2 separate regions of the Anas platyrhynchos genome follow, and region 1 is linked to region 2. Evidence: chromatin contacts called from public Hi-C data. All regions are on one chromosome and are shown on one strand. The core of a region is the stretch at or near the end of the contact, and the rest is flanking DNA. Distances in the headings are between cores, read along the strand shown.

The links. Hi-C and Micro-C count contacts between places; a contact is called where the count stands out from the background.
Region 1: a contact with region 2 is called in a Hi-C map of subcutaneous adipose tissue, with 1.7 times the contacts expected there. The contact joins two enhancer-like sites. A contact is called at or near these places in 3 of 8 Hi-C or Micro-C datasets (skeletal muscle and subcutaneous adipose tissue).

Annotation. Positions count from the first base shown.
Region 1 is chr20:11,559,687-11,562,386 of IASCAAS_PekinDuck_T2T, reverse strand. It overlaps MLXIPL (MLX interacting protein like), which reads right to left. Exons shown (of 16, transcript XM_027445912.3): 8 at 1-761. Among named protein-coding and RNA genes, the nearest start is that of TBL2, 7.0 kb to the left of the region's middle. Within about 2 kb of position 1,401, at least 4 of the 8 cell types and tissues checked have an H3K27ac peak or open chromatin away from gene starts, as enhancers often do.
Region 2 is chr20:11,525,526-11,528,225 of IASCAAS_PekinDuck_T2T, reverse strand. No RefSeq gene overlaps it. Among named protein-coding and RNA genes, the nearest start is that of BAZ1B, 4.2 kb to the right of the region's middle. Within about 2 kb of position 1,450, at least 2 of the 8 cell types and tissues checked have an H3K27ac peak or open chromatin away from gene starts, as enhancers often do.

The DNA.
Region 1 (2,700 bases), core at 152-2,651, 34 kb before region 2:
CCTCTTCGCCTTGGTGCTGCCAGTCTTTGCCTTCGACCGCCCGCTCCCGCCAGGGGATGGCCCTTTTGGGGTGGCAAACCTGGGGCTGCCCGGTGTGGTGTGGGGCAGGTGCTGGGGGGCAGCTGGGCCAGGGTACTCTGGGGGCACCATGTCTACAGCATAGCCTATGCCTGGGGTGTGCTGGGCAAAGCATGGTGTGGAGAGTGGGGACGCAGGGTGGGCAAGGAGTGAGGGGCTGGGTGAGGCAGTGTAGGGAAACTTGGAGCGGGGGGCGGAGGTGGGGGAAAATGAGGGCTCTGGGCCCAGCAGTGGGGGCCCAGGGGATGGGCTGGGGGGGGTGTAGGGGAGGCCAAGCGGCTCCATGCTGACGCACTTGCCAGGAAAGTTGTACTGCAGCAAGGGCTTGTGTTTGAGCTGGGGGCTGAGGCTGCCAGGAACCGCAGCAGGGGGCTCGGGGGCCAGGGGTGGCGGGGGTTGCTCGGAGCTGAGGAAGGCACCATGGAGGCTGAGCTGGGAGGCACCGCCAGGCTGTGGGAAATAGGGACATGTCAGGAGGGGTGGCTTGGACACTGGCAGCCATGGGCCATGAACTGGGGTCATGCTCACCTGGAGAAGGGTGCTGGGAGGGAGCAGGGCATTGGGGCTGGTAGGCACGGCCCCTCCGCCAACATAGAGGGGCTCAGCCATAGTCACAAAACAGGGTGGCTCCTGGTAGCCCAGTTGTGTCTGTGCAGGCAATGGCCGATGGCTGATGAAAATATCTGCGGGACAAAGTGGAGAGGTGGTGATGGGCAGTGAGGGCCCAGAGGAGTGCTCCTGCTGCCATGAGCTGCTCCTGGAGAGGGGTGACAAGCCCAGGGCACACTGGAGAGAGACTCCATGCCTGGTGCTGGTGCAGATTTGCCTGTTTCACCTTCACCTTGGGGGGGCATGACAGCTGCTGGCTCCATGGGCAGATTTGGTGCCCTTGTTGTGAAACACTGGAGTTTCACATGGTGAGAGGGAAGAAGCAACTCACGCGCCTAGGCCCAGCCTTGCCACAGGCACTGGGACAGGAAAACCCACCCAAGGACGCCACCAAGGGGTGGGGACCCCATCCCTGTCCCTGACACCCAGCTGAGAGCTGCATGTTCCAGCTACTCCCTGGGGGTTTGGGCCCTTCCCACTCCTCTTGAGCCAGCCCTGGTGGCTGGGACCATGCCACCCAGGCTGTGGGGCAGCTGTGGAGCTGGTCTCACTGCCAACACAACATAACTCAGAGGATCAGGTCGCACTGTCCCTGAGCCATGCGACACAGTCCTGCTGGGGTTGAGGCAAGCATTTGCATCTCTGGTCTGGTGCTGCCTTGCGTGCAGCCTGTGGCTAACCACATCCCATGGCCTTCCCGAAGCCGAGCCCCGTGACCTTGCTGCGACTCCCTCTCCCTTCCTGTCTCCTTTCCACAACCCTGCTTCTTCCGCAGGCCCAGACACCACGGCACAAAGCACTGGCGTTATGCCTGGGGCAATCACCTCCCCAGTTAAACACGCTCCATGGGCACATCAGCCCCACACACACTTCAGCTCTGTGCTGGGGCTACCATTGCCTGTGCCAGCACTGGACCAAACATGACCACCAGGAGGGTTTTTCCCCAGTGAGGATGACTAGGGGGTGGGGATGGGGCTGCTGGATGTACGTTTCCCTGTAAGGTGGAGCAGGAGCACTGGACAGGCTTGCAAGCAGCTGCCCTACAGCCTGTGGCACAGGTTCTGCATCCAAGCAGCTGGTCCAGTACACAAGCACCCATATCTCTGCTGGGGAGCAACTCCAGCCCAGGGCCAAATCCTCAGCTGACATGGGCACCTCTGCCTTCAGGCCCTCATGCTGCTGACAGCAGAGCCAGTTCAAGAACAACCAGGCTGACCCTGCCTGCCCAGCTTGCCCAGCTGTGCTCTGGGCACCAGGAGACCTGCAATGACTCCTCTGAGCTCTGGCACAGGCTCCAGTGCCTGGAGTGTCCTCACTGGGAGAGGCAAAACCTCTGGGCCTGAGACCCTTTAGAGTCTACACTGGAGGAAGAAATGCCAGCAGAGAGGGATGCCGTGGCAATCCCAGCAGTGCCATACCGCACAGCACACTGTTGGCTGAGGGTAACACTGGTGTGACACAGGGCAGGTGCCCTGCTCTCCTTGACTCTGCCCCTTCCCCATGAGCCCTGCAGAGAGGAGCTGCAGCCCACGTACCCGAGGCTGGGGACAGCATTTTTCTACATGTCTCTTGCAGGGATGGGCAGCAACATTCACACTCCACTTCTTCCCAGCCCACTGCTACAGGTTGTTTCAAGACAGAGTTGGCTGCTGTCGGCACCAGAGCCCTCATGATGGAAATGGCTTCTGAGGTGCTCAGGTCCTTATGGCCCCACTGTCCTCAGAGGCTGCAGCACATTCTCCTCAGACCCTGTTCCCAGTCCCACCTGGACCGAGGCCAGGGGCATGGCAAATGCCTGGGAGCACAGCAGAGCCACTCCTACCCCTCCAGGGCCAGCACATGGTGTGGGCTCTGGCATGGCCAGGCAGGGTCTCAGCATTCCCCAAGGTGCAGCACCCAGCTCCTTGCTGCCTCTGGCCCTTCTCTGTGCCCATGCCAAGCTGTTCCCTGCCACCAGCACCGCAGCTCTGTGTGTATTTATAGGCATTTCTGGTGCCCAGCACTGCAGATTCG
Region 2 (2,700 bases), core at 201-2,700:
TTTAGCATTGGTGTGTCCTCACCTTGAGTACTGTGTGCAGTTCTGAGCTCCACAAATTGAAAAGGATATTAAGATACTTAAAAGCATCCAGAGGAGAGCAAAAAACCTCATAGAAGGGCTTGAAGGCATGCCCTGTGAGGCGAGGCTGAGGACACTGGGTTTGTTGAGCTTGGAGAAAAGTAGGTTGAGGGGTGACCACGTTGCTTTTTACAGCTGCCTGAGGAGGGGAAGTGGACAGGGAGGTGCTGGTCTCTTCTGCCTGGTATTTAGCAACATGACAGGTAGGAATGACACAAAGTTGCATTACAGGAGGTTCACATTGAACATTAGGAAAGAATCTTTCACTGAAAGGGTAGTTAGACTCTAGATCAAGCTTCCTAGAGAGGTGATTGATGCCCTGTGCCTGTCTGTGAATTTGGATAATGCCCGTAATAATATATTTTAACTTTGTGATAGCACCTAAGTAGTCTGACAATTGGACTTGATGATCACTGTAGATCACTTCCAACTGGAACCATTCTACCTGAATACACCTAAGTGTAGGAGGATGACCAGAATTAGATCCCAAACTGATGCTAGTTATGTCCAGCAGCCTCTGTGATGGGCTGTTCATCCAAGACTGCCCCTGGCACCCTTCCAGCAACTGTGCCTCTTGCTCATCTCCACTCTTCTTCCTTTGAGCAAAAAACTGTCACCTCTCCCAGACCAAAGGGCAAGAAAGGTGAATGAGTATGGGACATGAGTTGGAGTGAGGATGCAGCCCCTGAGTTGGATTGGAAAGGGGACAGAAAGCCCTGAACAGGATGAGGATTACATGGGGGTGCTGGTGCAGGCAAGGGAGGACAGGGACAAAGGGGAAGTGCAACAGTGGCTGAGGGGTGGGAGCGTGGAGCAGAGGGAACTCCTACACCTCCTGGTGGGGACTGGGCTGTCAGGAAGGGTAGGGAGGGAAGGTTCCTATCATGTACTCCCTGCACAAACAGCTAATGGCAGTAGCCATGGCTCTGACTGGGAAGGCTTTTTAGTGTGAGCTAAGTACTTGCAATAAGGCTTTTACCTGGCTTTGATTAAAGCCCTCAAACTTGGAGGCACTGAAGCTGCACAAGCCTCCCATCTTCAGGTCCTCTGTGGTGATACTTCCGTGACAGGGATGCTGTGCCTTTGCTGATGTTTGCACCATCAATACATTCTCTGATGAGCCTACTGTACTCATTGCTGATGGCTCACTGCCCTGATTTATCACTTTATATCTCACAGCATGGACCATCACCTGCTGCAGAGACAGCCCTCTCTTCTCCTCAGCAGAGCCAAGCACATGACCTACAACTTGGGTTTTATTCCAAGCTTCAAACCACTCTTCAAAAAATCTCAAGCATGATCTGGGGAATGCCTGCATACATTGTCCAAATGCAAGACTGCCATCTCCTGGGCAGCTGGGAAACTCAGTCTACAACAGCCCCTGAAAACCACCCTGGAATAACTCAGAGGCCGTGTGACCAAGAAGGCACAGCCATGGTGGGTATAGCCCAAGGAAGAGAGACACAGCATTGGGGTACTTCGGAAGCAAATCTGGCCTGCTCTGTGTTTAACCCATGCACTAAGCAGAGCATGAGCAGTGTCTTTGGGCTCTCAACCAGAAATTAGAGAGCCAGATGGGCCAAGCAGGCTGCTTCCTGGGTGCTCAGCACTGCTGTATCCCTGCCTGCCTCTTTGGAGCAGTTTCCTGCACACCTCTGACCTTCCTGAAGGGCGGAAAGACACCAGGCCGAGCTGGGTGGCCCTGCACCGTGGCTGGAGGGTGCTGGCAGGACAGAGGCACTGGACTGGCACTGGGTTCAGGGAACCGCAGCTCTTCTCCCACCCCTCCCCATGGGTCCAGCCCCCTCACCCCAAGCTATTCTGTGGTCCGGATCTGCACCTGATCCCCGCAAAACCCAAACTCGCATCTGCTTTCCTTACACACCATTTTTCCTTCTCATCCTCACTTTACCCTGCAGCCTGTGGAAGTGGACAGGAAAGTTCAGCCCAAGAAACTGAGGTCTGATAAAGCTGCAAGCAAGGAAAGCAACACTTATGGGATGTACCATGCAATCCTCTTTCAATGGCTGTGATCCCACTCTGCTTTGAAAATAACTCCTATAGCTCCTACAGCACCTGACCGAGGTAAAGAGAAACCTCAACAGAAATTCCTAAACTCACCATTATATTTATGGCATTAAATCCCAGTTCTGGCAGCAGAAGTAAATAAGGACAAGTGTTAGCATAATAGAGATTCATTTATCTCAGCATTAGTTCTGTGCTCTATTAATGCGTGCAGGGAGCCAGGTATGGAGTGGGGGGAAGCCCTGGCGGGTCCTGCCCCACACACTGGCAGGACAGGCCTGGGGGTTGGCAGTACCAAAGCAGGATGTAGGAACCAAGTGAGAACTGTGCGTGTTTGTTGGGACCGAGCTGAGCATGAGCAGAGGGTGAACCACAGAGCAGACAGTGGTGTGGCTGATCTTGGAGGGGCTGAGATGTAGCCAAGCACAGCAGGACACCAATGTGCCTTTTGATGTACGAAGGACAACACCAAATTTAGTCCAAACACAGATGCCAGGTTAAAGACAACAAGTGTAGCAATGCAGTGAAGAGACAGACTATTTCTAGCAACTGTATACAGACTATCAGATAAAGAGAGAAAGAGAAGCCAACTGAATG